Regions from separate parts of the Zea mays genome. Here all the other regions are linked to region 3. Evidence: chromatin contacts called from public Hi-C data. All regions are on one chromosome and are shown on one strand. Each heading gives the region's core, a stretch centred on a gene start, on an enhancer-like site or on the middle of the called end of the contact. The rest is flanking DNA. Distances are from core to core; before and after follow the strand shown.

What was found. Hi-C and Micro-C count contacts between places; a contact is called where the count stands out from the background.
Region 1: a Hi-C map of tassel shows a contact between it and region 3, with 1.9 times the contacts expected there. The contact joins the promoter of LOC103626044 here to the promoter of LOC103626041 in region 3. A contact is called at or near these places in 6 of 25 Hi-C or Micro-C datasets (ear, endosperm, leaf and 1 more).
Region 2: a Hi-C map of ear shows a contact between it and region 3, with 2.5 times the contacts expected there. The contact joins the promoter of LOC542683 here to the promoter of LOC103626041 in region 3. A contact is called at or near these places in 5 of 25 Hi-C or Micro-C datasets (ear, endosperm, leaf and 1 more).

Annotation. Positions count from the first base shown.
Region 1 is chr5:17,815,344-17,819,217 of Zm-B73-REFERENCE-NAM-5.0, forward strand. LOC103626044 (probable glutathione S-transferase MSR-1) reads left to right here and starts at 1,925. Exons shown (of 2, transcript XM_008646424.1): 1 at 1,925-2,585; 2 at 2,686-3,042. The coding sequence starts at 2,262. The coding sequence ends at 3,042. It overlaps LOC100304117 (translation initiation factor eIF-2B delta subunit), which reads left to right. Exons shown (of 7, transcript NM_001165599.1): 7 at 133-488. The coding sequence ends at 195. It also overlaps the pseudogene LOC111589514.
Region 2 is chr5:17,854,828-17,858,560 of Zm-B73-REFERENCE-NAM-5.0, forward strand. It overlaps LOC542683 (single myb histone 6), which reads left to right and starts at 1,418. Exons shown (of 8, transcript NM_001112200.1): 1 at 1,418-1,605; 2 at 2,892-3,090; 3 at 3,483-3,650. The coding sequence starts at 3,501.
Region 3 is chr5:17,441,843-17,445,533 of Zm-B73-REFERENCE-NAM-5.0, forward strand. It overlaps LOC103626041 (DNA-directed RNA polymerase II subunit RPB2), which reads right to left and starts at 1,914. Exons shown (of 25, transcript XM_008646421.2): 1 at 1,385-1,914; 2 at 1-151. The coding sequence starts at 1,753.

The DNA of each region.
Region 1 (3,874 bases), core at 675-3,174, 370 kb after region 3:
TATTGTCCTGAACTTGTTGGCTTCTGCGGTTATACATGGATGGCTAGTTTATTCCAAATTTGTTTAGGGTTTATAGATAGATGACATGTGTGCCATTTGATCAGTATTTGATTGTGTTGTTTCCTGTTGCAGCTTCCGCCAACTAGTGTACCGGTCATTGTGAGAGAGTACCGCAAGGAGCAACTATGGATATGACTCACTGCCCTACTGGCGTATGGTAGCATTTTTGGTGACCTTTGCCTGAGTGCAACATGATAAATGATTGCACTGCTGGCCTGAGTTTTTTTTTTTGTCTGTCCTTGTTGCCTTTTTACCAAAAGACGGTCCGTCGTGTTTTGCGATCACCTGTATAACTTGCAACTCTGAATGGTGCACTCGTGTGCCCTCGGACATCGTTGAGTCGATGGATCAGTGATGAGTACCATCCTTGGGCTCTAAATATTTCAATGGAATGCCACCTCCAACCACAGAGAAGGTTGAATATTTGATATGGTTTTTGATACTCTACGTTGAACGCTAATTTTTACTGTAGTACCCACATTTGGCAGTTTGTACAAGCATTAGTTACCAATTTACCGACCAATGTTCGTGTAGGCTGTGCCATTCGGGGAATTTGCTTTGGATCTTTCATTGACCGGTGCAGTACGTGCTCAAACAACAACACAGGGTTCTCACTCCTGATGGCAGGCAGCTTTCATTAGGCCAGGCCAGGGATCGACTGAAAATATGATTCCGGACGTTGTGAGTGTTCTGCTCTCCGAGTTGACCGACACCACCATGGCCACGTATCACAAGTGTAGTGAAGCACGCCACAGTTGTTTTAGATCTGGTTGTAAGCAAGGAGTAGGAATCCCATGTTCATGCCTTCAACAACAGGCCTCACAACCCTTTCATTCCAGTTCCAACTCCCATACCAGTAAATGAGTTCTCTGCAATACGGGTATCCAAAACTCTAAGGTCTCCAAACATCTAAGCTAAAACCAACATCTACACCAGACACGCGCACTGTTGGATCTCGTTTCATCTCTTCTATGAAGGTCACACAAAGAGCTTCAAACAGAAGACCTCATGACTGAAAATAAATTAATTAAGGTTCGGAATTTGCAAACATTTGGATTGAAGGAAAACTATACTACGGCATTTTTTTTGTTATCGTAGACCTCGATGGGTAATAAGATAACTAAAGTGATACTGGTATAATGCTCGTGCGCTGCGATGACACAATCATATTTGATAATTATATATTTAATATAAAAAAGAATTTATGGTCCATATATAAGATATTAAACCGAAAATAACAAATATTATACTCTATCTTAGCCAAGAGGCCGAGAAAGTTATGAGTTGGAAAAAAATCTGACCGCGCTTTTTATAGCTTGCTTGGTTGCCCATACCCATTCAGCTAGTGAGGTGATACATACTACGTGGAAGCGGTGTGTTGCGTTTGGCTTCTTGTCGTGTTTGGCTTAACTGGTTTATTATAGTCTATCTATGGTGTAACAGCTTATTAGATCCATGGTTAGACGAAAAGCGGAGAGGGTGTCAGACCTACGTAAGCACGTGACGCACGATTAACCTTGGAATTCACAACACGATATTATATGTCATTGACAAGAATCATAGCAAGACTACCGCAGCTTTGCAGAACTTGTATTTTAATTTGGATTTTTAAGCTGTGCTTTACCTCTCCGTCACACTGACATCCGGCGCCCGGCCAGCCTAGGAACATCCGGCGTCCTACGTCCACAAGGAAGATGCATGGACGGACGTTGAAGACGTCTCGAACTCTTCGCAGCGCCGCTGCCGGGAGCCGCACGAAGCTGCATAGCCTGACATTTTTTTTACCGGCATGCAAAGAAGCAAATTAAATAGAGAGAGCTAGGACATGCTCACATGCAGAAACGAACAATTTATTAGCGACGAAACAATCGAAGACATGCATGCATCGTTCGATGCATTATTATTGGTGCGGTCGTCCGGTCGATGATGACCTATCAGCATATGCTGTTGATTTCCATCAGCAAGAAAAATGGCAGCACCTCCGGCCCGTCCAAAGAGCACCTCGTCCTCGTAGCTCAACATCTAGCAGATTGCCATATGCATCATCTGCTCTGCTAGCTATATATATAGACATGGAGTGGAATCAAGAAGCCATTGGCAATGCAAGCTCCAGTCATCAGCTAGCGATCGAGCGTCCCGGCCCCATCGTCTGCTGATAATAAAGCACAAGCAGCTTCCAAGGGATCGGACTATCGGAGGCAATGGAGGGAGGCGTGGTGCTGCTCAACTGCTCCGTGAGCCCCTTCGGCAACCGCGTGCGCATCGCGCTGAAGCTCAAGGGCGTGGTGTACGAGGAGAAGGCCGAGAACCTGGCGGCCAAGAGCCCGCTGCTGCTGTCCTCCAACCCCGTCCACGCCAAGGTCCCCGTCCTCATCGTCGGGGGCAAGCCCGTGTGCGAGTCCCTCGTCATCCTCGAATTCATCGACGACGCCTTCTCTTCTACCGCCGGCGAGCTGCGGCTCCTCCCCGCCGACCCCTACGCACGCGCCCACGCCCGTTTCTGGGCCTCTTACGTCGACACCAAGGTGGTCGCGCGCGTCCATCCATCCTAAGATGGTCTATCGTCGAGATCAATATACCTATCTAGTCTAGGCTTCTAATAATCTAGCTTTAATTAATCTGCAGCTCAACGATTGCGCGATGCGCGTGTGGCGGCAGCCCAAGGGCGCGGCGGCGGCGGTGGAGGCGGCGGCGAAGGACACGGTGGCCGCGCTCAAGACGCTGGAGGCCGAGCTGGGCGGGAAGCCGTACTTCGGCGGGGACGCCCTCGGCTACATTGACGTCGCGCTGGTGCCCTTCGCGCCGTGGTTCCTGACCTACGAGCGGTTTGGCGGCTTCGGCGTCGCCGCCGAGTGCCCGGCGCTGGCGGCGTGGGCAGAGCGCTGCGTCCGGGAGAACCAGTGCGTGGCCGAGTCGCTGCCGGAGGCCGAGCACGTGTTCCAGTTCGTGTGCGGCATGAGGAAGGCGTTCGGCCTCGACTAGCAGCTGCTGGCGCCCGGCCGGCAGTCCGGCATGTACGCGCACGTCCGCGCCCGCGCGATTTTGGTGCACCATCGTGCACACGAACGCACGTTGATCCATGCATGATTCCGTGTGCATCGTCTCGTCGCAGCGAACTTGTCATTGCTTGGCTATTGTTACGCATGTTGTTTACGCACACACTCGTGTTTTAGATATTTATGTTTCCTTCTCATTTCGTCGCGGCCGTTTGGTAAACCTTTAATTTGTAGTTGCAATTTCCTTTTTTTCCCCGAAGAAACCGATGGTGCTAATAAAATAAATGTATTTTTAAGCAAAGTGCCAGTAATTATTTCTGTGTTATTCATGAGCAGAAGTTTATGTTGGTGCACTACCGAAATATGGCTCTTTGCCAAGTACTTTTTATCGGACACTCGGCAAAGCAGTCTTTGCCGAGTGTCGCACTCGGCAAAGTCGTACTCTTGGTAACGACCATGTTTACCGTGAGTAGGACACTTGGCACAGGGAAACACTCAGCAAAAAAAAGTTTGTCGTGTGCCAAACTCTTGGCGAACCTAGACTCTCGGCAAAGGTCCGTCAGCAGCCGTCTATAGCTGACGACAATTACCTTTGCCGAGCGCCAGACTTTAGCACTCGGCAAAAGAATTCTCTTTGTCGAGTGTCATCTAGTACACTCGCCAAAGGCGCCGTTTCCGTCATCACTCGACGTGACGACACCTTTTCTTTGTCGAGTATCTGGCGACACTCGGTAAAAGACTTTGTCGAGTGCCCGATAATAAGTACTCGGCAAAGAAGCTGTTGGCGATATACAGTTCGCCGAGCTCTCTTTGCCGAG
Region 2 (3,733 bases), core at 168-2,667, 410 kb after region 3:
AAACAAGGTTGCTCATGCTGGCAGCTCTGGTCACCCTTGATAAGGATGACAGTAGGTAAATTCCCATCAGCCAATTTCACTTTATACCCACACCTCATCAAAAATATTCTATTTGTAGAATTACTTATATCCGCTCGCGTGTATAAAATTATTCCCACACCCATACTCGCATCGGTAATTATATCCGTTGGGTAACCCGTATCTACTACCCTTCCACCTCCGTGTTTATGTCTTGGTTGTATGGTTGCACCACATATGTTCCCCAATAACTAATCAGATCTCGAACATACTCTAAGATAACACATTTGCCATATTTTCATTCTTGCAAGTTGCCTCGCCTCACTCGAAAATATCACTTGGCCCAACAAGATTGCTCACGCCCAGAAATATCACTTGGCCAAACAAGGTTGCTCATGCTGACAGCTCTAGTCACCCTTGATAAGGATGACAGTAGGTAAATACCCATCATCCAATTTCACTTTGTACCCACGCCTCATCAAAAAATATTCTATTTGTAGAATTACCTATATCCGCTCGCGTGTATATTATTCCCTCACCCATACTCGCATCGATAATTATATCCTTTGGGTAACCCGTATCTACTAGAAAAGTCTTAATTGTAATATGTAAATCGCTCAAAAAGTCAAACAAACGAACAAAATAAGTTTAACTTCAAGTATAACGAATCATATGATTACATAATTTAATAGTTAAACAAATAATAACTAGAGAAGAATTTTTAGCTAATATATGTTTTACTCCGTCTCAAAATAATAGTCATTTTAGATCTTAGTTTTATATCTATATTCAAATGGTTTAAGACGAATCTAGATACATATATAAAATATATATATTAAATATTATATTAACTCATTAATTAATTAAGGGTGTGTTTGAATACACTAGAGCTAATATTTAGTTGGCTAAAAATTGCTAATAAAATTAGCTAATTAACAAATAGTTAGGTAACGAGTAACTAATTTACTAAAAGTAGTTAATAGCTAACTATTAACTAGATTGTTTGGATGTCTCAATTAATTTTAGAAAATATCCTTAAAACGAACTTTAATTTATGACAGATGGAGTATTAGATACTAATAATGATATTGGATAGAGTTTCTTGTGCATTAAGATACTGGACTTCACGATTCAGCCTTGTGAACTACCCACTTTCCAATTCGACATCTTCGCCCTCGAATCGAGCTTCCCTCCACCGAATCGAGTTCCTCCATCCAAATCGAGCTCATTGCCGCCGGATCGAGGTCTGCGTGGATCGAGCTCGAGCTTTGGAGAAGGAGAGGAAACGGGGGACGGGCACGGGGGGAGCAAGGCAACCAAACGGGTGGAGGGAAACACGCCAAACAGGCTCCTCGATCGTTCCGGGCTCGGGCTGCCACCCGCCATTCGGTGTCCCCTCCTTGACAGGTGCCCGAGCCGCGCCGAGCTCCAGCCTCATTTCCACGGTCCGCGCCGGCACTCTTCCCTCTCCCGATCGTCCTCCTCGTCGCCTGCCGCCTCTTCCTTCTTCCCACTCCACTAGCTTCAGGTTGGACTGCACAACGTGGAGCGGAGATCTATCCGAACACGGGATTGATTCATCTGGTGGTAAGCCCTAGCACCTTGTTTGGTTGGATTTTTCAACGATGGGCTGCGGGTCGTCAGAGCAGTTAATTCAAATTCATCTCTATCTGCATGAATTGGTAGCGAATTTCTTCCTTCGTTATGGACTATGTTAATCCAACCCGTTCGTTCACGCAGTTCCATAGTTCTGGCTCGGTTCCAATCCAAAACCAATGGGGTGCCATATGACGCCTAGCACTTTGGACCCGAGATATGATTCACTTCGTTTTACAAAGAAATTGCGATTTGATTGAACCCCATGCTCCATGGTCCACGCTAAGTCTTGTCTTGCCCTGGATCTGAGGGATATATGATTGCCCTTGGCCTGTTTTAAGTTTGGTATGCAATTTCGATGTGGCTTACGCGAAACTGTTTTGGATTAATTCAAAAGCAAACCATCTTGCATTATCTCTGTTTGATATTTCTATTATGGTTGTGGTCTGTGCACATAGTGCACTCTAGCTTAAGATATTTTCTCTGCATGAATTTAAATCACTGGTATATAAATTGTGACATTATGGTGTTGCGATTTCCTGCTGCCTCAGTTGTTATGCAGGTAAAATATTTTAAATCCTTTGTTCTGAAGCACTATCCGATTAGTTTTGAGGAAAGAGAGTGTTGCAATGCCTGTATAGGTATCAAGTGTCAGTGTACAGATGTCCACTATTTGCCCTCCTGTTTCTGCATCACCGATTCATAATGTATTCAATCTTAAATCTAGCTAGGACATGGATTAATATTGTTTAGTGATAATGGTATGCTTGGCAGGACCATGCATGCTGGCACCTATGTGAGTACAGTGTATGATCTTACTCAGACTAGCCATTTAGATGCCTGAATCACATCTCCATTTTTCATGCAGTAGAACTGTGTATCCTTATATTAATTAAAGAGAGGGAAAGAACTGTACCATACAACACAACCCTCTTATCTCACTAGAGGTAAGAAAAGGTTGCCTTAGAAGACTAGAAAAACAACAAATACCTGAAACAAAAAGAACAAGGAACGACCCTGCTCTAGCAACTTGAATGAAATTGATTATCCTTCATATTTTTCTAATAATGGGAACTTCAAGAATGGTGTGATGGCAAGTTTGAAGAAAAAAAAACCATTGTGAAGCGCCTTCCCACTTTTTGAAATGTGTTCCTCTGTTATTTCGTTAACTCTTTATGTGATATTTTTTTGTGACTTATGTTATACTAATTCCCTAGTTACATAGGAATATTCTATGTTTTGTGCTGATATTCCTCTTGCTCTTTTTAACATTTCAGGTGTTACAACATAGGGTTTTTGATATAGCAATGGGATTACTCATGTATAAATGAACAAAGTTTGGAGACAGTTGGACCTGACAATTGCCACTTTTTACATGTTTTAACTCATTTTTTTTCTGGGAAACAAGTAATTCTGAAGTTACCTTGGAAGTCCTTTGCGCTTTTGACTGGTCGGGTTGCATAGGCCATTGTTGAGGTTAGTACCATTTAACTAGTACCTGTATACTACAATGGATATGATAGGCTGTATTTGAATTGAAATATGTGGAGTCTCTGAGGGCTGAGGCACAGTATGGCAAATGTTTTCTTGTATAATTTGCTTTACCCGTGAATGGCTATATATTGTACACATGAAAAGAATCTTTCGTTTCTGTTTAGTTTTTCTTGCATATGTTAGATTCTTTTTGTCAAAATTTCTTACAGTAATCATTTTTAAGGATACTCAATGCTTGGCATGGGCAATGACTAAATATAGTTCAGCCCTTGTCATATTCCTTGTAGCTATTTATTTTACCTGCATGTGCAAAGTTCTTACAAATAGAATTCATGTTAGAAGGTCCACACTCATGTTTGCATTATACTGACCAGAGGTGATTTGGCCTAAGAATGGGGGCTCCAAAACAAAGGTGGACTTCTGAGGAAGAGGCTGCTCTTAGAGCTGGAATAGCAAGGCATGGAGTTGGAAAATGGCGCACAATATTGAAAGATCCAGAATTTAGTTCCACCTTATGCTACCGCTCAAATGTTGATCTCAAGGTTCGATATTTTCACTTTATTCTTCTTACCTGATCTTGTTTTAGTGTATGTCATTTCAAACTTTCTGTTTGTTAAAATTTTTA
Region 3 (3,691 bases), core at 664-3,163:
CTCTGTATGACACATCAACATACAGTGGAGCAGAGTATGTCAGGTTCCTGAGCCTTGCTGATTTTGGAAATAAAGTAGCTGTCTCTCCATCGGCTTCAGTCATCATTGGCTTGCTGAGATAGATTTGACCAAAGCTGATCTTGTGCAGAGTCTAATGAAGAATATAACAGAAACTATATGTCACAAGACCATTAGCAAAATGATGAATAATAAGATAATTCGAGTTCCACTGAAACACACACCACCAAAGAAAAAAGCTATTGATAAATTTGTGTTGGTTATGCTTCAGGCTTTGGTTGCTATTTTCTTCTTCATGGATATTTTTCACATATTGACTATGATGGCATGATATATTGCTAAAAACTGTAAATTGCAAAGGATTAAAATGACCAAAACATCAGATTGCTATGATCAGAAGACCCTTTTTTTATTTACTATGCAATCTCGGATCTGCATTGCAGCCCCACAAATATAGTGAAGGCAACTACTGAATTCAGACACTATCAAAAGATATCTGTATAGAGCTTCAAGATTTTAATACAAGTTTCAATTTATAATCTTGCATACTTACTAAGGAAAGGGAAAATGTTTAGTTCTCTTCAGTGGCCAGACAAGCATAAATATGTTATGTATTTACTGATGATTACTTCTGTGGAATAACATCCATAAATCCAGTTCATGTTTTACAGACTTCTTGAAGGGAATTCAAAAAGGTCTTGAGACTTATTTGTTTATAATGAGTCCTTTGCTGTTGATGATTGATTTCACAGAAATTCTCAATGCTAATTTGTAAATTGTGTTTTCCTTTGCAAGCACTTCTACTGGTATTATGCATTAATTGCAAATCACACTAGTCAGCTCCTCAAGCAAATAAGGTCAACTCATGAAACATGAGACGTGCTATCTTCATCATAAGCCATAAGGTCAACTCAATATATGACTAGTACCAACTGAAATCACTAGTTCACTACAAATGTCCTCGTCAATGTACAAAACACACTCTAGAATCTCCTTGTGCTATCCTTGTGAAACTCAAGAATTCCCTACCATATATTACACTGGAGGAACTTCAGCAGAAGCTAATCTAGACACTGCAACTGAACAATTCCACAACCCTCTGACCACCAATGTCAGGGTGCAAAATTGACCCTCCAGCCATAAAATCGAACACCTGTTCGGACTAGTTCCAAAACCCTAAGGAGACATCTAATCAAGCAGGAGCCCAGAGAAAGGGTGGCAAAAGTGATGAGGGTGGCCTATGCTACCGAGACATCACGTCATACCAAGCTCCCCCAGCGCCCCAGCCTAATTGCTCAATCATTACCAGCAAATAGTGAACAATTCAGGCCACACTTGCAACGGTCAATAAGAGTGGGGCGACAACCTCGGCAAACTCGGCCTGACGGCCGGGGTTGTGCTGCGACTCGGGCCGGATCTCGATGTCGGCGGACTCATCGACAATCTCTTGCATGGTGTTCTGGATGAACTCATCGAAGGAGTCGAGCTGCTGGCGCACGAGGCCCTTCTCCTCGAAGTAGGCGGAGATGACGGCCCAGGCGTCGTCCTGCGTGATATCTTCCTGCTGCTCGGCGTCCCCATCCGCCTCCTCCTCCATCTCGTCCCCGTCCCCACCCCCCTCGCCATACCCCATCTCGTCGTCCTCCTCCGCGCCGTACCCCGCGTGGCCGCCGCCGCGCTGGTGATGCCCGCCGTAGCCCATGTCCATCCCATCCTCGTACTCGTCATCCTCCATGGACAGAGCGCTAGCCCTAGTGGCGAGCTGCTACGCTGGGGGCCGGGGTGAGCCGGTGCCCGGTCGGGATCGATGTCGCGGCGAGCCGCCTCTCCCGAGAGCTAGAGACGCAGAGATTGGGGGGCGGGGGCGAAATGGCGAGGGAAAGCGCAATGGGAACGTGCTCGAAGGAGTATGTATGGTTCACATTATTTTTGTGTTTGGTTTATAGGGACTAATGTTTAGTCCCATTATTTTATTCCATTTTAGAATATAAATTGCCAAATTTAGAAATTAGAATAGAGTTTTAGTTTCTATATTTAGCAATTTTGCAACTAAAATAAAATAAAATGTAGGGACTAAAAATTAGTCCTTATAAACCAAACACCCCCTTAATATTACATATATATATATATAATCTTACTTCAACAGACTATTTATCTAGCTAGTCAGAGTGGCTAGCTAATTTTAGCGAGCAAGAGAGCTATTTTGAAGAGTCAGATAGCTTGACGATTAGATAGCTAATCTATTGAAAAGTTATTTTGCTTTGATTAGCCAAAATTTGGCTCGACAAACCATTTATCTAATCTTTTGGAGATGCTCTCATTTCTCATTTAACAGCAACATCAATCTTTCAATTTATATCAAGTTCTTCAACAAGGACATGTTGTTCATTAACCTGGTCGTGGTTGACACCAACTGGACGCGTGGCGCCGAGTAAGGGTGAAAACAGTCGGTAATGGTCGGAAAAATGGGAAAGTCGTAAACGGATAACGGCCGGTAAATTCCGGTATATCGAAAACGGATAAATCCGAGCAAAATAACTCGAAATTGATCGGGAAACGGTAACTTAATCGGAAAAGCTCACAATAAACAAATCCTAACCACACAGTTGTTCATTCACATCCACATACAAGTCTCATTCACAAAAGTACACAAAACACAATCTTGTCCGCATATAATTGGTCATACACTCATACATGTCCACTCTTAAATTTTAACACACAACACATAGGCATGACCACACATAAATTATCATACATGTTCACTGAAGTTTTAACCACATATTCCCTCCTTCCCATGAAACAAGGCGTCTAAGATTCTCAATTTTTTCCCATGAAACAAGGCGTGCGGTGGTTTTCTAGCTAATGTGGACACATGTGCCCTTGCTCTGCATATGATTAGAGAGTAAATGACAGCGATGAAGTTTATGGCGGTTTATTCCATGTACGGTGGTTTTCTGGCTAATGTGGATCCACTACTGTTTATGCATACACACACAAGGCAAGGTAGAGATTCTAGGGATTTTTAATTCTATTCACATGCAGGATGTCTTCCTAGCCATACACTCCTAGTCTTGAAGCAGCAACCATACATCTACCACAAACATCGAAGCAGCCATACGTCTAGCTAGTCCAAATGGATCCTGCGTCGCCGCCGAGGGGTGAAAATACGACGCCAAAAGAACTTCCGATTGACGTGCTGCTGGCCGGTCTACACAAAGCGGTGGAGGGCCTCAACGAAGCAGCTGCGGATGGACTCCAAGCAGCAGTTGTCGATGGCTTGCTTGCGGCGGCGGATGCCCTATCCCAGACGCGGAATCGTCTGCATGGTGAAGTCGCGTCCGGGATAGGTGTCGCCGCTACAGGTCTTCGACATGCAGCTAAATTCCTACGCGCGGTGACCTGTTCTCGTTGCGGACTTGTCCACAAAGACTACGACTCCATTGCTTGGGATGAGGGTCACAATAAGTTTGATTGTCATGTCCTCTTCCATGACTCGTCATCTCGTCAGAAGTGGCTTCTGAAGAATGCTAGAGTGGATGGCTCCGATGGTAACGACGACGTCTCAAGCTTTGTGGCAGACTCCATCACCGAAGAGGCTGATTCCATCGCCAAGACGACAAAGTGATCTACCGGTGGCTAGTACTCCATTCTCATCTACTTTCATGGAACAAGA